Regions from separate parts of the Mus musculus genome. Here all the other regions are linked to region 5. The links are chromatin contacts, called in public ChIA-PET, HiCAR-type, HiChIP or PLAC-seq and promoter capture Hi-C maps. All regions are on one chromosome and are shown on one strand. The core of a region is the stretch at or near the end of the contact, and the rest is flanking DNA. Distances in the headings are between cores, read along the strand shown.

Region 1 (2,700 bases), core at 94-2,593, 1.6 Mb before region 5:
GCCAAATGTACCCCTGGGAGGTGTGAGGCAGGCAAAATCACCCTGGTTGAGAACCACTGGCCTAGAGGATGGTTGTTAAAAATCCCAAGGTTCTTGGCAAGCATTTGACCCAGGGGCTTAGGAGGACTGGCATAAAGCTCAGGTTCCATTGAAAGCCTTAAACATTCCAAACAGAATGTGGGTTATCCAGCAACCACTTAAGTTCAAGCCTGAAATACCTCCAGTAAAGTGGGAGGCACTGTCTGTGGCACTGACTGATAAGTTTCATTGGCAAACCCAGGGAGCCTTGGCAACTAACTCACTCAAGAATGATTCTACAGTCACTCAAGCATATTCCACACCCCTCACCATGCTCCTCACCCACCTTCCTCTTTGCTCAAATATCACTGATCTAAGTAGGTAGGCGGTTCCAGCCCAGTATGTTTTACAGCGACAGCTATCTTTACTCTTTCCTATTTTGCTTACATCTCTTCTTAAACGTCACCCTTCCCAGAGGCTTCAAAGCTCTCCGTGTAATGGCTGAATCTCTTCAGGATACCCAAGACCCAAAATAATATATTTATTGTATTTTGTCTGTCCTCGCCTATAAGATGCTTAAGAAATTCTTGTCAGCATTCAGTGTCTATTCAGCACCTGATTCGGTAAGTTGAGTGGAAAGTAGTCATTCGTCACCAGGGTTCAAGCTTGCTCTCTAAAGCTCCCTGCAACGGTTCAGAGCCTTCATATAGATTTACAGATTCTCACCGCCCCCTGGGGGAGTGAGGTAGGGGAGGTTGGCTCTCCCCCCCTCCCGCTTTATACCAGATGAAGTGGGGGGAGTGCCATGAGTAAGGGTCTGCGACGTTTTGCACAGAAACTGCTCAAGGGAGGCAATGGCGACAGCAGCCGCCCCAACGGACTGATCTCAGAAGCTCAGGCCTGAGAAGCGACGTCTTAGACGTGGGTGTCCGTGGGGCACTAGCCAGGGAATGACGAACGGAGGTGCGGGAAGCCTGAACCTAACGTTGAGGCCCAAGACCTACGGTCACAGAAGACACAAGCAAATCCTTGAGTAGCCAGGAGAGTCCAAGATGCCCGGCTGAGGTCAGTGAGAGCCGAAGCTTGAGGGATGCGACCCCGAAGGGAAGAGCCTAAGACGCCATTTTGTGACCACAGAGGGCAATGACCACGACACTACAAGAGGAGATCCTAGCATGACTCAGCCCGTCCTGACGCCCCGGCCCAGAGCGCTGCCTTCACCCTGTTGGGCCTACCTGTGTAGCTCATGGCCGCAGAGAACACCCGAGCCGTGGACACAGACCGCTACTCTGCGCGTCTGACGCCACAACAATCCCTGGGGTCCTTCCACACACGCTCCAGCCCCGCCTCCTTATCTCATTGGCTTCTGCAAACCTCGGACTTCACGCCTATTGGTTTCGCTACCTGTCTATTTTTACACCTCTTCGTGACAGTGGTTGGAGATACTGCCAACCCCCGACGACCCCGCCTTACTCTCCGCCTCCTGTTAACAAAAACCTGCGCCAATAGGCCAAGGGGAGAAGATGGAAAGGTTCGAAGGGGCGGAGCTGCATGCAACCTAGAGGTCCGAGCCCACGCGTGTGCTCGCCTGGTGTGTGCGAGCGAGACACTTGCCAGCGTGAGCAGAGACGACCGTCTTGCGCCCCGCCACTGAAATGAAGTCAAGAATGGTAAAGCCATGTTGAAAGGAGAAAATTAGTATCTAACTGCTAAACAAGGTCCTGACAAACGTTATGTGAGATAACGTTAAAACAAACGAAGAAGGCCATGTGTAGTAGCTGACTTCTGTAACCCCAGAATACCGGAGCCTGAGACAGAATGACTCGAGTTTGAGGTCAGATTATACTATATGAATTCTAAGCCACTCTGGGTTCCAGTGAGTCCCCGTTTCAAGGAGGGGTAAAGAATTAGGGCCAGTTTCACAAAGTAAATAGTAAATATTATTTTCTTATTAATCGTTACATAACAATTAATAGTGTTTGTAAGGATATAGCTTGGTGGAAAAACATTTTATCCTAGCATGTACAGAAGGCCTTATGTGAGCTCTCCAACTGCAAAATAAAGATGCTTTTGAAAATTTTATGTGTATTAGTGTTTTGCTTGCGCGTGTCTGTGTGAGGGTGTCAGATCACCTGAACTGGAGTTTCAGACAGCCCTGAGCTGCCATGAAGGTACTGGGAATTGAACCTGGGTCCTCTGGGAAAACAGCTAGTGCTCTTAACTGCTGAGCCATCTCTCCTGCCTCTCAAAAACCACTTTAAAAATAACTGTTTATGTGTATGCTATTTGTTATACAAGTAGTATATCTCAATGTATCATATATTATTGCAAATGCTTGACATAAGAACCTATGTTCAATGCTCAGCTCCACAAAACGAAAAATGTAACCCAGTACCAGCCTTGTTCTAAGCACTATGCCTGGCTCCTCCTGGCTGTGTGGAAAGTCACCATGGGAGGTATCCTTGGAAGAACCCTAAAAATAAAACAATGGATAAACTACAGCAAGCTCTGCTTCTATGATTCATGTACCTTCTTATGGTTTTGAGAAATGTTAAAGTAGGTGTTCTATTGGTATTAAGGAATGTTTATCAATTCTTTTTAGGCTTATGTATTTGTTTTGCTTGAATATATGTCTATGCAACTACATGCACCCCCAGTGCCTGAGGTGGTCAGAAGAGGGTA
Region 2 (2,743 bases), core at 212-2,711, 1.2 Mb after region 5:
TTGTCCTGGATGTAGTCTTCATCCACCTACGGGCACAGGGAAGCCAAGGGGTTGAAAATAATATAGGAAGGCCCATCTTCCACCTGGGCCCAAGAGATGTCTTATCCTCAGCCAAGTCACCTCTCGTGTCCTATTCCCAATTCTGCAGAGGTACTGAAGTCTCATAAAAACTGCAGGCCCTTTCTTTAAGGCTAACCATCTCCAGCAAAGACATAGACATTATTCAGCTTCGACACAAGCTTATTTTAGAAACCGCACTTGCCATCTTCTTGGGGATAGCAAACTCTCTGAGTTGAAGACTTGGGAATCATGAAGGCTAAACAGTTTAGTTTCTGAAAGGCATTTGTAATTTTCTACTGAAGCCACCGGGCTTTGCACATTACCCAACTTTAACATGAAATATTTTAATTATCCTAGTGGTCACCCAGAGGTACCTCTGTTAGCCATGCATATTGACAAAACCTTGAAATCCTAGCACTCAGGAGACTGAGGAAGTAGGACTGCCAGGAGTTCAAGGCCAGTCTAGGCTGCATAGTGAGTTCCGTCGAAATCTGCTCTCAAACAACATAAAATAAAACATCGAGGGCATGTGGAGTTGGCCGACCTAAACTCACCTCACAGAAGAATTCATTACCACGGAGCCCACAGAACCAGGAAATCCAGGACACCTCCTCAGAGCTACTCATCTTTATGTCCGCTGTGAAAGAAGAGCGTTAAGTAAGTGGAGACCAAGCTGTTTCTTGTCTCTTCCCTCCTCCCACACATTCTCCACAACAACGGAAGAATCTGAGTCCAGCCAGGCTTGAAGGATCCCGGCCTCTGAAGCATCTCCAAGCTTCTCTCCTTCACCTCAGCCCCCTTGCAGTGTGCTGGCAATAAGTTTCGCTACTTTCCAGAAAATGACAGGTCCTGATCTGTTAGTGTGACCCTCGTCCCTGGCGCTCCTCAAAGCCAGGCCCCTCTCCCCTCCATGTCAGCCGCGACAGGGCCCTCGGCTCCGGCTCCCCACCACCGCAGGTGCCTGCATGTTCCTGGCGCCTGTCCCAAGGCTTCCGAAGTTCATTTTCCCCAACAGAGCCGGCCTCTCCTGCACTCGCAGGGTTGGCGAAGGCACCACACTTCTGTGGGTCTCACGAGCGTCCCCAAAAGCCGCCTCCTCTCGCCCAGGGCCCCCGACCTCCTTCGGCTACCGACCCGGTCACTTCCTTCGTCGCCCCCACATCGAGGAGCTCCAACCAGAGTGCCGCGCCCAGGGACGGGCGACTCGACGCGGGGACAACCCCACACTCACCGGCCGGACGGGGACTGGGACTGGGGCGGGGAAGGGGAGCTGTGCTTCCAAGGAACCGCAGAGACCACTACAGCGCAAAAAGCCGACCCGGCCGCAGCAGACGAAGTAGGGAGGGGGGGGGCCACTGGAAACTGGTGAGGATTTGGGTGAGAAAAGGGCAACGCGCAGGCGCTAAGAACCGCCCCCTACCTCCGTGGACGCCGGGAGATGTAGTCCCGTCGGCAGAGAGAAACTGACGAAATGAGGGGAAGACAAACTACCAATCCCAAGAGGACCCGCGCATGACTCTCTAAGGGCCGCGAGGCCCTAGAGGAAGCCGCCTGGGGGCGGGGCGAACCGAGGCGCCACCGGAAGCGGAAGCGGAGCAGGGGGTCTTCCCGACCAGGAAGCCTGGGAAATATAGTCTTGTTAGGCTCGCTAAGCTGCCGGGTAGGTCCTCGGGCTGATTGTCATCCCTGCGGTGCTCCCTCAGCGTTCCGCTTTGCTTTTTTTTCTCCCTCTTCCCTGTGCCAGGCCAACCCACGGGATCCTGGTTCTCTCGCCAGGCCCGCGACAGAGTGCGCTCGGGCTCCGGCATGCGCAGAGTTGTGGTGAGGGACTTAGGTCGGGTGTGCTTGGGATGCGCTGAGCTGTGCACGCTGCGTGAGAACCTGGACCGCCCTGCGAGCTAACCTGAGGTGGGGCCAGCCATTCTGCCGCCGCTTGTCCCTTTGTACTTCTCCATCTCCTCAGAGCTGGGGTAGAGAGTTGTGCTGATGACCCTGACTGTTCTTCAAACCCTGCTCAGAGCAGTGGTGAGGGGTAACCGTGATGTTACTTCATCTCACAGCTCCTCGGCATCCCACAGGTCTCCCCACTGTGTCCTCAGAGTCTTTCTGAACGCGGAGGGTGGCGAAGGGCATTGTGGGGGCGTTATGTAAAAGCAGGACCCCAACCGACAGGCTCCCCCTTGGGTCCTCGCGCTACTGGGCACGCGATGCTTTACTACGAGGATGCTAGAAAAGGTTCTAGCGCGGGAAACTTGAACCTTATGGATGTTTTGTTGTTGTTGCTCCTGCGCATGCCTCGTTCTGCCCTGTGGCTATTTGATTGTATCCAATCTTACAGATTACAAGAGCGACATTTTGCGGTACAGAAGTGACAATGCAGCTTCCCCAGAAACCTCCCGGAGTAATGTCATGCCTGTTTTTAATCTGGGAAAAGGGGACCCCTAGATAAGATCGAGCAAGATTTAAAAGGTCGACCTGTGCGGGCCAGTGGTGGCGCACGCCTTTAATCCCAGCACTTGGGAGGCAGAAGCTGGCAGATTTCTGAGATCGAGGCCAGTCTGGTCTACAGAGTGAGTTCCAGGACAGCCAGGGCTATACAGAGAAACCCTGTCTCGAAAAAAAAAGGGGGGGGGGTGTCGACCTTATATTTCCTGTATGTGTTAGCGGAATGTTTTCAGAGAGA
Region 3 (2,753 bases), core at 53-2,552, 1.3 Mb after region 5:
GACTGTCAGCATGGCCATTTTGAATCTTCTATAAAGTCTTTGAGGAAACCACACAGCTAATGGCTCAGCCAGGATTGTTTCTGTCCTCTCTCTCCTCCCCCAGTGGAGGGTGGAACTTCCCATAGTCCAGTAGCAGGAAGATGTGTTATCACTGATGCCAAAGGGACAATATTATGATTGGTGCAAACACAAGTCTTCATTTGCACGAGTTTGCTGTTTGCTGTGTTTGGTGCAAACACCCTTTGCTGGCTGTAAAGCAGAAAGTTTGGCTCACTTGGGTCAGCTGGGACAAACCTTACTATGCTACCCTCCACAATGTCACATTAGGTCCAGTAACAGGAAGACAGTGGCTAAGAGCCCGCCAACTAGGTCACTAGGAGAGTTCCTGGAAACGCTTCAAAGCTAAAGGCCCAGGTACCGCACTTTCTGGAGCTACAGTTCGTAATAAGTTACCAGGGCCGAGGAATTCCCACTCCTCTCTGATTTATACAAAACCCGCCGGCCTGCTGCTTAGGGCTGCCAAATGCGGAGGGATCAAAAGCTACCAAGCCCCAGCCCAGAGAGCTTATGCGTTGAGCAGGACACAGCCAGCTGGTTGGCAACACTGATACTTAGTGTTACTTTGTATTAATATTAAGTGTCCTTAATAGGGAAAGCCCGAGCTTGTGTTTATGTAGCAAGGCAACAGGACAACACTTCTGCTATATGTAACATCTCAAAGGGAATACCACATGGGGGGAGGGGGATGTCCAGGCTGAATAATGGAACTGAGATTATTCTGCTGCTCTAGTTAGCAAGAATTATGGAAAGGTGCATAACCTCAAACCCCACCATTTATTTAGCACCTAGACAGAATGTAAGCCTCCATCTTTCGATATAATTTTGGGTAAATCCTGCCTATTCTCTGCACGACTGTAATGGGCGTGGTCACGTGTCCCCCTCCCCTCCAGCAGAGGCCCGAGTTAGCCGCTCTCGGGTCACCTTGACTACGAGGCTAAGGACCCCGTGAGAAACGCTTCTCATTCGATCGCGGAGTCCTCCATGCCCACAGAGAGGTGCCCAGGGAGAAGCCTGGCGTGGCAAACAAAACTAAAGTAGAGCCGACCGTCGGAGGGTGTTGCATAAGCGTAGAAGAACAAAATGGAGAGCTCTGCGGGGGAAGACGTGAGTTTCCTGTCGCGCTCTTGCTACTGGCGACCGGAGGAGGCGTCGTCTGAAGCTTCATTTCAAGTGGGCGTTCTGCAAAGCCAGCCGCGGAGCGCGCGCGGCGAAAGCCTGCTTCCGGCTCCTTGCGCGTGCGCCCTGGCGGCCGGGAAGGCGGGAGGCCGGGGCGAGCCTGGAACCGGAAGTGAAGGCAGCTTCCCGCCTCCGTCCCCGTTGCTGCCGCCATACACGCTCGCAGTGCTTAGGTAAGCTTTGGCCCTGTGCACCATCCACCGCCATCTGCTTCTCCCGCGGCTCGCCCCGCCGCGCGGGTCCCTGATACCCGGTGCCGGGCCGGCGCCGTGGCCGCCGGCGCGCAGGCGGGCGTCCAGTTCTGTTGTCTTCACCCCTTTCTGAGAGCAGATCTTGGCGGGGAGCTGGGAGACAAGGGGGGAACGATCCAAAATGGTGGCCTCGGCCGCCATTGTGTCTCCGCGCTTCCTGGGTGTTCCAGTGGGTCCTCTGCCCACCCGGGGCCGCGGCGGCCGGAGGCGGCGCCAGGAGGAGGGCGGGGCCCCTCGCATCTCCCCTCCGGGCCTTTTCTTGCTCGCCCAGGGATGGGAAGATCTCGCTCCGGGGCCCGTCCAGCCCTTTGACCCCGCTTTCGCTGCCTTATTTGGAGCTCTCTGTGAATGGCTGCCTCTGTGCGTGGCCGATGGTGTCGCGCACTTCTGGGGAAGCTTTTCCGAGAGCACTGCAAGGCGTTCCTTTCTAAGGCCACCCGGCTCACACTCTTAATCCTGCATCGTTCTCAGCTGTGACCTTAATTCCTTAGTGCGACTTTTAAAATTAACTTTGGCAGCGCTGAGCCGAACCTTGCGGCCTCTCGCGTTACTAAGCAAGCACTGCCATTGAACTGCACACACCCATCTTTTTCAAAACAAAAAAATTTTTTTTTTCTTGAAATGGAGCCATTCATACACTTCCCACCCTCCGCCCCGCACCACCCTCCTTCCTGCTTCTGTTCCCCGGTCCAGGTGTGCGCCGCTGGGACGGCCACTCGGGGGTTTCTGAGCAAGAGAATAGCGGCAGCCACATGATGTTTGCATTTGGGAAGTGAGCGCTCTGCGCAGTGCTGACCCTTATCTATCACCCTTGACTGATGGCTGACGTTGGGGATCACCACCGTGAGGTGGCAGGAGAAAGCGCAGTCTCTGTCTTCCCTTGTCCTTTGTGTCTCAACCCTCGTGTGAGTCGTTAGTCACGCTCATTTTACTGCGGTCTCCCAGTTGGCTCCTGCCTGTCGAAGTGTGTGTTACAAAGTCTGGTTAGCGGTGGAGCCCACTCTGTCTCTCCCGTCTGGTGTTCCCGTTTCTTATGTCATGAGTCTCTTTGTTAACTCTTCTTTCGGGACAAAGGTTTCACAGTTTAGGGAAGAATAGGACGGGTGTAGGGATCGACGAGAAGTGACGAGTCCATTCGTGACTGATGAGTTTTTCCGGTTTTTTTGTTGTCCCCTCTCCCAGCTCTTCTGTCGGAAACTGGTGTCTTTCCCCTTGCTGTTCTTCAACCCCTCTCTTTGGCCCTTGCTTCCTCACCTGCTCTGGGAC
Region 4 (2,700 bases), core at 87-2,586, 1.2 Mb after region 5:
TTTTTATGAGCTTGCTCTCAGACCAGGAGCTGGTGCCAGACTAAGCCTTACTAAACAACAGGGGCTCCACAGAACCCCTGGATGCAAAATATTCCATCTATTCCTTACATAGCCCCCACACAGGCTCTTGGAAACAATTCTGCTGGCAGAAAAAAACAAAAAAACAAAAAACTAGTGGACCCCATGTAAAACTGAGGAAAACCACAGCATGACGGAGCTACCTCGACAACACCCTGTAACCATGGGCCAGGCAGCAGAGGCCAAACCCAGAACCAACTACCATTTTTATCCTCATCCAGTCTCTTCATAAGCAGTCATTTGTTCCCCTAACAGCCCTTACTCCTCAGGCAGGAAAAACTCTACATCTGAATCCATCCTCGAGTGACCGGGCATTCATTTGTGGGTGGGAACAGTGTGAAAAAGAGATGGAAGATAGCAAGAAAGCATGCAGGCCTAGGATGAAAGCCAAAATCGGGGAGAGAACTAACTTTACCACAAGCCAGAGAAAAGAAGACAGGGGTTGCTCTCTAGGCACTTAAGGAAGGCAATCTGAAATCTACCATGAAAGGGGGAGAAAGCAGAAAAACCGTAGAGCAGACAGATTTCAACTGCTAAAGAGAGAATCAAGCAGAAAGCAGGGAGGGAAGCAGGAACGGCTGAGGAAGGCTGACAAGGGGCAGTGTCAGGGGAGCTCAGAAGAAAAGAGGGAAGAGGAGGAGATAGGGCCATGGGGGGAAAAGGGAACGCAGAGGCTTGGGGGACGCAGAAAGGCGAAGATGCTGGCCGAAAGCGGGGCTCCAGAACCAGAGTGACTCGACGCAAAGACCAAGAAAGACCGGGAGCCATAGCGCCGGGTGGCAGCAAGGGCTCCAGAAACACCAAGAGCCCCTCAAAGGGTAGGTCTACAGGCGGCGGAGGGGCCCCGGGCCGGCCGAGGGGCCGAGGGCGCGACGCGAGCAGGAACCGCGGCCTGGAGCGCGGTCGTGCCCTGAGGAGCAGGCTGCTGGGCCGCGGCCGCCCCCAGCCCTCCACAGCGGCCTGGGAGCGGCCGGCGCAGGCCGAGGGGGAGGGGCAGGCCGGCGGCAGGAGGACAAGATGGCGGCGGCTGATGGCAGCTTCTCCCCCGGCCCGCCGCCGCCGCTGCCGCCGCCCCGCGCCGGAAAGGGCGTCAGCGCCCAGCTCGCCCAGACTCACCTAGCCGGGTGCGTGGGGGTCCGGGACCCGGGCTCAAAGGCTTCCCGGGGCGGATGGCGGCGGGGCGGGGGCGGATGGCGGCGGATGGCGCCGCGCTCGGCTCCTCCCGTCTCCCTCGCTCACTCCGCGGCTGGGCTCCGACTAACGGCCCATCCGGGCAACCGCCGCCCCCGGGAACACCCCCCACCTCCCGCCTCCCTCCGCGGCTGGGCACGCCCCCTTATTTGCATAGGGGGCGGAGCCCTTACTCTCCGACCCCTCCGCTCTTCAGGGCTGTCCCTACTTTAAAAAAATAAAGGCAGTGTGTGGAGGATATTTGCATAAAGGGGAGGGACTTACAGACGCTAGGACGCCGGTTGGCTAGGGAGACGTCTTGGCGTCGGCAGTTGAGACGCGTAGACCGGGCGGAATGCGAGGCCGTTGGGGCGCAGAATTTACACGACGGATGGTGGGAGAAAAAGGATGCGCATGCGTAGTTGGTCCGCGGACGGCTGGGAGCCGAGAGACACGCAGGGAAGGGATGCTAGGCCCCGGTCACTCTCAGCGGAGAAGACGGAAAGAACTGCGACGAATGGAAGGGATTAGTTAGTCGAGGGCGGAGTTACATAGACCCTGGAAGAATTTCAGGTCTGGTGTCCATTCGTGAGAGGTAAACGCGTCAGGGAGGCGGGGCTTTCCAGTTATCAAATCACGTCATGCAAATGAAGTGGATAGGCAAGCCAATCAAAGGGTCCAGAGGAGTGTATCATTGACTTTCTTCGAGTAGGCGTTCTTCGAATGGTTCTGGGTATTTGCATAATATATGCAAACAATTTGAACAAAGGCAAGGAATGACCTACTCTTCCAAATTTTAGCAGCGACTAACTACGGCGGATATTTGACATTTAATTTTTATGCTCAATAGTTTTAAAAACTGTTTTTATAATTAATGTTCCTTCAACAATGAGTTTCAGCTTTAAAGGTCGTACTACTTCCCCTCTTTGTTTCTTAGTACTTGACTGTAGAAATCTTTGCCTCTCACCACACTTACACTTACTCAACATTTTCCTGTGAATTTTTATGTATATTGGTGGGTGCTCACTGGCCTTTACAAACCAGAGGTTGACGTCCAGAGGGCTCGCGCAAACACTTTATTTTTTGAGACATTCTTTTCATCTTTCAGTGAATCTTGATACTTGGATGGCTGAGCTCAGATTCCATATGGACTGGCCAAAGAGCTTGAGATCTTTCTATCTCTGCATCCCGGTGCTGAAGTTACAGACAGGAGTGATCTGCCCAGCCTGGACATGAGTACAGGAGGTCCAAACTTAGGTCCTCATGCTTGTTAGCAAGCATTTCATCCGCTGAGCCATTTTCCTAACTCTAGAAACATTTATTTGTTTTTATTTTATTTGTATGCATATCTACATATATGCATATGTACCAAGTGGGTTCCTGGTGCCACCTGGGTTCTTGGTTCCTGTACCAAGAGGAGTTCAGATCTCTTTGAACTGGAATTACTGGTGA
Region 5 (2,794 bases), core at 262-2,761:
TCCCTCCCCGGAGCTGGCAGGCCAGGGCCCAAGTTTATCTTGGTAAACTTGGTTGGTTGCAGCTTCAGAGTTTGCTGTGAGAAAATGGAGGAACTAGATCACCACAGGGATCTGCAGCCTCTGCACCAACTTTGGGGAAAGGTCTCTGAGGTGCTGTTTTCTGTGGGTTCTCAGCTACTGAACCAGGCTATGAACCGGCACCTCAAGGTACCCAGAAATCCCTGGAGCCAGGAGCAAAAGGGTGCAGTCCTCTCCCCATTCATGCCGCTCACCAGCTTCCAAGCTTCCTGCATTTGCCAGGGATCCACCTTGTGGGATGTCAGCAGGAACTTCCCGTAACAGCACCGATCCAAGGGGTAGTGGGTAGCACCAGCCAATTTGACACAGTGTGTGGGGGCAAGGCCCCCTCGCCTTGCACTTACTCCCACAAAGACATCCTCTAGAGGTAGAGGTGGGGCCCGGCTGGCCACCTTCAGGATGAGCTGCACAGCAGAGATGGACAGTACATATCCTGTGCCCGAGGCATAGGGTGGAAAAGGACCCCAGTTTTCCGGCCACAGTTCTTCTGACACATGGTGCCGGGACTCTGGTGTCCGAGTGGGTCTCACCCTCCAGTGCACCCTGCCTAAATACAGAAGGGGCACTGCCTGGCCTCTGTGCTCTTCATGGATAGCTGTTGTCTCTTCCTGGGCCTCTTTGCCCTTCTGCCATTGCTCCGAAGGCCCCCCTCTTTGTATCAGCTCTGACACCAGCTCTGGGACGTTGACATACACGTCATCATCCGTCTTGAGGATGTAGCGGGCCATAGGACAGTATTTGTTCACCCAGTTCAGTCCACTGAGGGTCTTGAGGGTGAGGTTGCGGTAGGAATCCTGGAAGGAGGCCTGCAAGATATCCCTGTGTGCTGCTGACTCTGAGGACAGGTCAGCAAGCTGCTGTCTTCTAGGTTTTCCCAGGAGGAAGAGCGTCTGCACTCTGAAACCCCGGGCTTCGCGGATGGCACCCCAAGATGCCCGAATGGCGTTTCTCTGGTTCAGGTGCTCCGGGGCCGTACACACCAGGATGAGCAGGAAGGGAGGGGGTCCGGAGCCACCACAGGCATGAGAGTTAGAAATCAAGAGGCGGGGCAGGGCGAGGGGCGGTCCTGGCGAGGCTGGGGCCGGCAGCAGGGATGCCAGGGACAGGCTCAGCAGCTCCTCCCCCAAGCCTGAAGGTCCAAACAGGGTCCAGATGATCACCAGTAGTAGGACCGCCAGGAGGACGCGCCGGAAGAGGCTGAGGGGCATGGCGTGCCGCAGAGACCTGTGGGCACAGCTGTTAGAGCGTGGGGAGGTGGGAGGACGGCTTTAACCAGCTGCTGCTGAGGAGACGCGGTGACCCATGCGCGGGGCTCTGGCGCATCACAGATGCTGTTCTCCAGATGCTGTCGTGCAATGCGGCCCTGGCCCACCACAGCTGGCCCCGGAAGGCTTCGTTTCCCTAGCTAGCGTGCACGCGGAACTCCGCTCCATCCCGCCCCTCCCCGCACCTTCCCATCATGCCTCTCTAGGCCGGAAGCCGACAAGCGGCGTGCATTTCACATAGGTCCAGCCCTTCCCGGTCCGTCCCTACTGTAAAGCACGCGGAATACCAGGCTGCTTTTCTAGAGCAGCCAGCATCTGCTGTTAACTCACCCGAGCAGCAGCATCTGGCGGAGCTGTAGCCACTTCACAACAGCTTAGCACGGCTACGGCAGGAGACTCAATTGAAGCCTGCCCAAGCTTCCCCTGGAGGTTTTCAACACCGGCTGCCCCACCTTTAACAGTGGTTGCCGCCCAGTTTGCTGCACCTAAGGCAGTCTCCTTGTGAACACCCAACAGAAAGGGAGGAGCAAACACCAGCAGGAGCCTATGAGGGACATTTCCGTTCAAGTGCACCAAGAGCACTGTACCCAGAAGGCACCTGCAGCCAGATTAAACTACCAGAGCTCAGGATCGCTGTGGCATTAAGTACTATCAGATGGAAGACAAACTGAGACGGAGGTCATAGGTATATAAACTATTTATTAACAGCAAAGGCCCAGAGACTCATTTCTTCTTGGATACACCCACAGTTCGGCCCCTGCGGCCAGTGGTCTTGGTGTGCTGACCGCGGACACGAAGGCTGCAGAAGAAAAAGATACAGGTCACAGAGCAGCAGGAGGCGAGCCGGTGGACTGTGCAGCCTGATTGGGAGTGGGCAGCTTAAGCCTCATCACCCACTTACCCCCAAAAGTGGCGCAGCCCTCTATGGGCTCGAATTTTCTTCAGCCTCTCCAGGTCCTCACGCAGCTTGTTGTCTAGACCGTTGGCCAGAACCTAGATTTTGAGACAGGGGAGACAACTTTATCTCCTGATTCTGCACCCAGTTTTAACGGACAACCCGTGTCCACCAGTCCCCTAACACACCTGGCTGTACTTCCCATCCTTCACATCCTTCTGTCTGTTCAGGAACCAGTCTGGGATCTTGTACTGTCGTGGGTTCTGCATGATGGTGATCACTCGCTCCACCTCATCCTCCGTGAGTTCTCCAGCCCTCTTGGTGAGGTCGATGTCTGCTTTCCTCAACACCACATGAGCATATCTCCGCCCCACGCCCTGAGGTCAAAAGTTTGGGCTATTAGACTTTTGTTTTTAAAGATCTGAGTACAGAGTTTTCAGAGATACCAGAGGGTATCAGAATCCATTACAGATGGTTGTGAGCCACCATGTGGTCACTGGGAGCCTCTGGAAGAAGTCATAGCTTTTAACAGCTGGATTCTCTCTCTAGCCCAGTC
Region 6 (2,700 bases), core at 49-2,548, 1.2 Mb before region 5:
AGCCTAGAATGACTCCATTTTATTAAATAACAACCTGGACTAGTTACTCAAAGCCCCTCCCCCGAAAAAGGAAGGGCAGTACAACTTGTTTACGCAAGCAAAAAAAAAAAAAAAAAAAAAAGGCCCACTATCTCCTAGAAAACTAGGAGGGACAAACTGACAATATCAACAACTAAAAATATACCAAATTGTATTAGAAACACCACACAAAGTATACAACATATAATCCCCTCACCTGGCACTACGAAGGAGCATCCCCAAGCCCAAAGGATGGCAGGCAACTGTCACACTTACCCACAGGGAAGAACTGAGTCAGTCCTTTGGACTCCATCTCCAGTGCGGTTTCTCCTGCCCAGGACATTCAGCCAACTTCAAATTGACTTACTTCAACGTTCGGTGCGCGTATACTTGACATCTCTGTGTCTACACTGCTAGGACATCATCATTGGTCCCCTTTCAGATTCTTCTTTGCACCCGCCTCAGCTCAATGCCTCCTACTTCAGGACAGACTCTAAACTCAACCACTTTGGCTCTTAGTCATTCTGTGATCTGCACATTTTGTATGTTTTTGTGTGAAATGTTCATGTGTGATCTTCCAGTTAACGTTAGCAATTAGATTGTTATATAAAAACGCGTTGATTGCCAATGGCTGGTTAGCAAAATCGGGACTACTGGATTAATTATTAACGAAATACACATGACTTGTGAATTATTAATTATTCGATAAATTCTGGCATTGGAAACACACAAACTTGTCCCCCCTGTTTATGACAACACGCCCAGGACACAAGGTCACCACACCCTGCGGCTTCCCTGCCCCCCAACACACACACACACACACACACACACACACGAATTCCAGGGTCCCGTGTCTCACCGCGACGCTGCCGCCACCGCCCAGGCTGCGGAGCCGCGTCGCTGCGGGTGCCCGGATGCCTAGGGAGGCCATGGCCGCAGCACTGAGCTCTTAGCAAAGGACAGGACCGCAGCTCTGCCTGATGGCCCAGCTCCACCCAGAGGGACCCGGGCAGCGCGGCCCAGCAGAGCAGATGAGATGCAGACTCAGCTGCCCTGGAAGGCCGCGTCCCCACTGCCGCCTCCGCTTCTAGCGGCGCCCTCCCCGCAGCCGGGACGCCTGGCCGCACGTACCATTTCCAATCACCGGGTGTCCTGCTGTTCTCCGGCAGCTCTTGCAGTAAGTGGATGGAACACAGACACTGGGGAAAACAACCTGCGGGTCTCTCTCCACAGAAGACACAAACGCCTAAAATGGCTGGACGGGAAGTGGCATCCTCCGCTTCTGTGCCCGCCCTCTCTCAACATCTGAAAATCTCATTGGACAGTTTATGCAGCCAAGCAACTTTTCTTACTGGCCAGTGAGTCACGTGCACGCCTCCCAATGCTTAAATGACAGAAAAAGCATCCTCTCGAGTGTACTGTGGCGCCAAACCTCTAATCCGAACGTAAGGCTTGATACTTGGGGTCTAAACTGGAGGTGGGATTCCCAAACTCTACTTCTGGCGTTACGTGTGAAGGGGATGAATACTTTATATTTTACATGGATTTAAACATACGTAGAAGTCTATTCTTTAACAAAGCAAAGATGTCGGCTAAATTCTATTTGCGTGAGTGAGAAATGGCATTGAAAAGAATGATGTGAATTATGCCTATTTGGCTGCGCTTCTAATATTCTCTCTCATTTTGTGATCGATGGTTGTCACCAAGGTCTCTGTGGCTGGGGATTTACCCATTCTGCTTACTCTTTTCAAATTCTCTCTTGAACCCACCTCGCCACTATTGCCCTCACAAAGTCACTTCTAGAGCAAAACATTTTGGGAATGGAAGGACACAGAACCATTCTTAAGATTCGAAGCATTCCAAAGATTCTTCAGTAAGTGGAAGTTTGCGCAGGTCGCAGCGGAGCTCCAGGACTCTGAACACATAAACCTGGAATACTCCACAGATGACTTCCAGGGCAGACATTCCTGCAATCAGGAGAACCAGCCTGACTGCGGAGGTAGAACTAAGTTCACAGAGGAATGGTAGAAATCAGAAAGGAAGCCTTGAAGAGAGAAGATTGGAATTGTAAGCCTGCTCTGGGTGCTGAAAGCGTTATAAGAGGCCGGGGGTGGGGGGGTGGGGGTGGGAAGCAGTAGACAGATAATAGATTCCTGCTGTGAAGAAGGTGAAGAAGGTGCAAGCTTGGAACAATGTCAGGGAACCTGCAGACAGGTATTTTAAGTGATATTTTAGAAGACAGGAGCGAAAATAGGAAAGCTAAAAAGACTTGAGGCGCAGCCAGCAAGATGACTAGATGGCATTTACAGATTTTGTTTAAGAATTTATTATTTTTTTAAAAATATGTTTGTGTGTCTGTGTGCATGTCACGCAAGAACAGATGCCCATGGAGGCCAGAAGAGGGCACTGAATCCGCGGAGATGGACTTATAAACTGCAGAACGTGGGTCCTGGTACAGAATTTGGGTACTTTACAAAAACAATATGCACTCTAAACCACGAAGCCAGCGTTCCAGCCCCCAACTCTTCAGACTCCCACCCAGTTCTCTCTTCTTCACATTTATAAAAAATATTTAATATTTACTGACAAATTAGCAGACTGTGTCCTTCTCTGCTTTCCATTTTTACCTCTTTTCTCTCTAGTTCCTTTCCCTATCGTTTCTGTATTATTTTCCCTTTCAGA
Region 7 (2,700 bases), core at 181-2,680, 1.1 Mb after region 5:
TTACACAGAGAAACCCCATCTTGTGATGTGTGTGTGGGGGGGGAGGGGGTAGTGAGGATGGGGATGGAAGGGAAAGAATCGGTGAGAAGTCTCTAGAGGGGCTGGCTCAGGGGTTAAGAGCACTGACTGCTCTTCTTGAGGACCATGTTCAGTTGCCAGCACCCACATGGCACCTAACAGCATCTGTAACTCAGACCAGAGGATCTGATGCACAGTCATACAAATAAACAAACGCCCATCCTCATAAAATAAAAATAAGTCTAGCCAGCATGGTGGTGCACGCCTTTAATCCCAGCCCTTAGGAGGTAGAGATGGGTGCATTCCAGAGTTTGAGACCAGCCTGGTCTACAGAGCAAGTTCCAGGACAGCCAGGGCTACACAGAGAAACCCTGTCTTGAAAAGCCTAAATAAATAACATCTAAAAGTACAATTTTTAAAGACTCTAGGCACAGGGTACATGTCTGTAATACCATTCCAGAGATCATCCAGCCTGCGTGACACAGAGAGACCCTATCTCAAAAGAACGGCAGCAAAAAAGCTTGTAAGAATCGAAGTTCATTGGTCTGGCATCCTGGACAGGGCTCGGTTTTTTGTTTGTTTTGTTTTGTTTTTTGTTTTTGTTTTTTACCTGGCAGACCCTAAAGGAAGAGAAAGTTCAACAGCTTCAAAGCAAAGCAAGCATGCCTTCCCTGGGGCTAACACACTGACCTCTCTCTAACCTTTAGGTGGTGTGCAAAAAGTACAGAGGCTTCACCATCCCAGAGGCATTCCGTGGAGTGCATCGGTACTTGAGCAACGCTTATGCCCGGGAAGAATTTGCCTCCACCTGTCCAGATGATGAAGAGATAGAGCTAGCCTATGAGCAAGTGGCCAGGGCTCTCAAATGAGCACTTTTTAAAGGGTCCTTCACCCACTCTGTGCTCTCCACAGAGGCTTCGGGGGGCTTCCACGTTGCTGCATAATGGACACACTCCGAAATTGCCAGTGGGCAGGAAATCCGGGGCACTTGTGGGGTGGGGCTGTGGGATAAGGCAAAGGATAGTGGACAAGGGTAAGATTTTTATTTTGGGATGGGGTGGGTAGGACAACGCATTTCAGTAATAAAATACAGAATGGAAAAAAATCTAGTGTTGTTTTTACACAAAGACGGCTTAAAGTGTAGTGGGCTCCAAATGAAGAGAAGGGTCAGTGATCTTTTAAGCTCAGTGTAACTGCTGGGAATTTGGGAGGGGAGTGTTTGTACAGGGGCTGCCATGTTTTGTATCTGTCCATAAGAGGGCTGTTTCGTGGTCCACATCGCGATTGTAACCCCACAGCCAGGGCTAGCAGGATCAGGGTGGGCCTGGACACTGCTCTGGGGGCGGTGCCTGAGTTCAGGGAAGGGGGGCACTCAGCCCTGGAGGAATGGGCGCGGCCTAGCAGGGCGGAATGGGCGTGGTCTTAGAAGGTCCCGCCCCGTCCCGCTTAGACAATGCCCCGGAGCCGCCAGACCATCGCGCCCCCGCCCCATCGTCGTACGTGAGCTCGCCTACCCTGGGAACCCCTCAAAAGCCCGAGCTATCCGTCTCTCCAGCTTGAGGACTCAGACTCCCATCTTCATTAACTCTCTCCTCTGGGGGTGGGGCCAAGGCTGAAATCACAAGGCTGCAGGAGTGGAGGTGGCCGCTGGTGAGTCTGAAGAGGGGGCTGTCTCCGAAACGGTATGGGGAGACTGGAGTTTGGGGGTGCTGCATACGTCCCTGCACCGGACGGAGTGTGCGAATAACCTGCACTTGGGCGAAGAGCTGGGCGGGGTAGACTTTAGAAGATGGACAGGGGTACGGAGTTCTGAAGCCTGGAGTGGCTCCACGCCGCGCCCCTCCCCCGTTTCTCCGCCCTCCAGATTTCGTTTAAGACCTCTCCCAGTCCTCCGGGACTAAGTCTGGTTTGTACTGGGTCGCTCGAAGGGCAGCGTGACGACCCGGGGTGGAGAGAGAGGATGCTTAACTCCTTAGATTCTAGTTCCTCGGGTTTGCGCCCGTTTCCCTTTCTCCTTCGAGCATACGGGACTTCACACCCCAGGTCCTGATTCACCACCCAGTTTTCTTTTCCAGTCCTATAACCTCTGCGGGTCCCTGGCAGGACTTTGGGTCCCTCCTGCTGCGAGCAGCTGAGGGTTAAGGGGGCGGGGCCGCCGCATTTTTGGGGAGTGAGCGCATCCTAGCGGCTGCCAGGAGGGGCGCGGGGCAGGGACCTAGCGGAGCCCCGAGCAGGGGCAACAGGTGTTTGGGAGATTAAGGATCCAAGTCTTGTTCCCTTGGGCGCCTCTTAAAGCAGATCCCCGGTGAAAGGAGGCTGAGCGGGGTCCACAGAGCCAGAAGGTTTGGAGGGGGTGGGGCAGAGTGGGAGGGGCGCCTGGAGATGGCAGGAGGAAGACCTAGGAGCTTTTAACACTCACCCCTTCTCTTCTTTGCATGTCTTTCTCTTCTACCCCCACCCCTTTCTGTTTCTTCTCTTAGACCAGTGAAGTCAAGAGAAAAAACAAAACAGCTTGGCTGGAAGGGGCTTCGGTGTGGATGTGATGGGGACGCCGGGGGAGGGGCTGGGTCGTTGTTCCCATGCCCTGATCCGGGGTGTCCCCGAGAGCTTGGCATCCGGGGAAGGTGCTGGCGCTGGTCTTCCGGCTCTGGACCTGGCTAAAGCTCAAAGGGAGCATGGAGT

The links. Promoter capture Hi-C pulls out the DNA fragments that hold promoters and counts their contacts. ChIA-PET counts read pairs in DNA pulled down with a chosen protein or histone mark. HiCAR-type assays count read pairs that join an accessible place to other places. HiChIP or PLAC-seq counts read pairs in DNA pulled down with a chosen protein or histone mark.
Region 1: a promoter capture Hi-C map of cranial neural crest shows a contact between it and region 5. The contact joins the promoter of Akap8l here to the promoter of B3galt4 in region 5. A contact is called at or near these places in 7 of 39 promoter capture datasets (the HPC-7 cell line, cranial neural crest, frontonasal cranial neural crest and 3 more) and 3 of 115 datasets of contacts at active chromatin or transcription factors (astrocytes, embryonic forebrain and microglia).
Region 2: an RNA polymerase II ChIA-PET map of memory CD8 T cells shows a contact between it and region 5, with 5 times the contacts expected there. The contact joins the promoter of Csnk2b here to the promoter of B3galt4 in region 5. A contact is called at or near these places in 8 of 39 promoter capture datasets (the C10 cell line, cranial neural crest, embryonic stem cells and 4 more), 3 of 484 Hi-C or Micro-C datasets (B cells, CD8 T cells and uterus), 11 of 115 datasets of contacts at active chromatin or transcription factors (astrocytes, bone marrow-derived macrophages, embryonic forebrain and 6 more) and 2 of 9 other capture datasets (adipose tissue and liver).
Region 3: an H3K27ac HiChIP or PLAC-seq map of embryonic stem cells shows a contact between it and region 5, with 2.9 times the contacts expected there. The contact joins the promoter of Ddx39b here to the promoter of B3galt4 in region 5. A contact is called at or near these places in 8 of 39 promoter capture datasets (cranial neural crest, embryonic stem cells, hippocampal neurons and 3 more), 1 of 15 datasets of contacts at CTCF or cohesin (large pre-B cells), 5 of 484 Hi-C or Micro-C datasets (the CH12 cell line, cerebellum, ganglionic eminence and 2 more), 12 of 115 datasets of contacts at active chromatin or transcription factors (T-cell acute lymphoblastic leukemia, astrocytes, bone marrow-derived macrophages and 5 more) and 3 of 9 other capture datasets (adipose tissue, liver and pancreatic islet).
Region 4: a HiCAR-type map of astrocytes shows a contact between it and region 5, with 4 times the contacts expected there. The contact joins the promoter of Prrc2a here to the promoter of B3galt4 in region 5. A contact is called at or near these places in 3 of 39 promoter capture datasets (the C10 cell line, HPC-7-derived erythroid cells and cranial neural crest), 1 of 484 Hi-C or Micro-C datasets (B cells), 3 of 115 datasets of contacts at active chromatin or transcription factors (astrocytes, embryonic forebrain and forebrain) and 2 of 9 other capture datasets (adipose tissue and liver).
Region 6: a promoter capture Hi-C map of hippocampal neurons shows a contact between it and region 5, with 2.3 times the contacts expected there. The contact joins the promoter of Zfp871 here to the promoter of B3galt4 in region 5. A contact is called at or near these places in 6 of 39 promoter capture datasets (cranial neural crest, embryonic stem cells, hippocampal neurons and 3 more) and 2 of 115 datasets of contacts at active chromatin or transcription factors (pancreatic cancer cells and stem cell-derived neural progenitor cells).
Region 7: a promoter capture Hi-C map of liver shows a contact between it and region 5, with 2.8 times the contacts expected there. The contact joins the promoter of Ddah2 here to the promoter of B3galt4 in region 5. A contact is called at or near these places in 4 of 39 promoter capture datasets (cranial neural crest, liver and pre-B cells), 1 of 484 Hi-C or Micro-C datasets (B cells), 7 of 115 datasets of contacts at active chromatin or transcription factors (embryonic stem cells, extraembryonic endoderm stem cells, large pre-B cells and 2 more) and 1 of 9 other capture datasets (liver).

Annotation. Positions count from the first base shown.
Region 1 is chr17:32,349,234-32,351,933 of GRCm38.p6, forward strand. Akap8l (A kinase (PRKA) anchor protein 8-like) reads right to left here and starts at 1,344. Exons shown (of 14, transcript NM_017476.2): 1 at 1,254-1,344. The coding sequence starts at 1,266.
Region 2 is chr17:35,119,831-35,122,573 of GRCm38.p6, forward strand. Csnk2b (casein kinase 2, beta polypeptide) reads right to left here and starts at 1,462. Exons shown (of 7, transcript NM_009975.3): 1 at 1,292-1,462; 2 at 615-697; 3 at 1-26. The coding sequence starts at 686. It also overlaps a transcript of Gpank1 not described here.
Region 3 is chr17:35,240,444-35,243,196 of GRCm38.p6, forward strand. Ddx39b (DEAD box helicase 39b) reads left to right here and starts at 1,303. Exons shown (of 11, transcript NM_019693.3): 1 at 1,303-1,409; 2 at 2,670-2,753. It overlaps LOC115488830 (a small nucleolar RNA gene), which reads left to right and starts at 2,235; the gene lies at 2,235-2,311.
Region 4 is chr17:35,163,541-35,166,240 of GRCm38.p6, forward strand. Prrc2a (proline-rich coiled-coil 2A) reads right to left here and starts at 1,337. Exons shown (of 31, transcript NM_020027.3): 1 at 1,195-1,337.
Region 5 is chr17:33,949,977-33,952,770 of GRCm38.p6, forward strand. B3galt4 (UDP-Gal:betaGlcNAc beta 1,3-galactosyltransferase, polypeptide 4) reads right to left here and starts at 1,512. Exons shown (of 1, transcript NM_019420.2): 1 at 1-1,512. The coding sequence starts at 1,286. The coding sequence ends at 171. Rps18 (ribosomal protein S18) reads right to left here. Exons shown (of 5, transcript NM_011296.3): 3 at 2,427-2,615; 4 at 2,245-2,336; 5 at 2,022-2,142. The coding sequence ends at 2,067.
Region 6 is chr17:32,786,989-32,789,688 of GRCm38.p6, forward strand. Zfp871 (zinc finger protein 871) reads right to left here and starts at 1,299. Exons shown (of 4, transcript NM_172458.3): 1 at 1,150-1,299. The coding sequence starts at 1,152. Gm17115 (predicted gene 17115) reads left to right here and starts at 1,406. Exons shown (of 2, transcript NR_168031.1): 1 at 1,406-2,085; 2 at 2,399-2,700.
Region 7 is chr17:35,057,605-35,060,304 of GRCm38.p6, forward strand. Ddah2 (dimethylarginine dimethylaminohydrolase 2) reads left to right here and starts at 1,431. Exons shown (of 7, transcript NM_001190449.1): 1 at 1,431-1,668; 2 at 2,499-2,700. The coding sequence starts at 2,561. Clic1 (chloride intracellular channel 1) reads left to right here. Exons shown (of 6, transcript NM_033444.2): 6 at 726-1,115. The coding sequence ends at 887.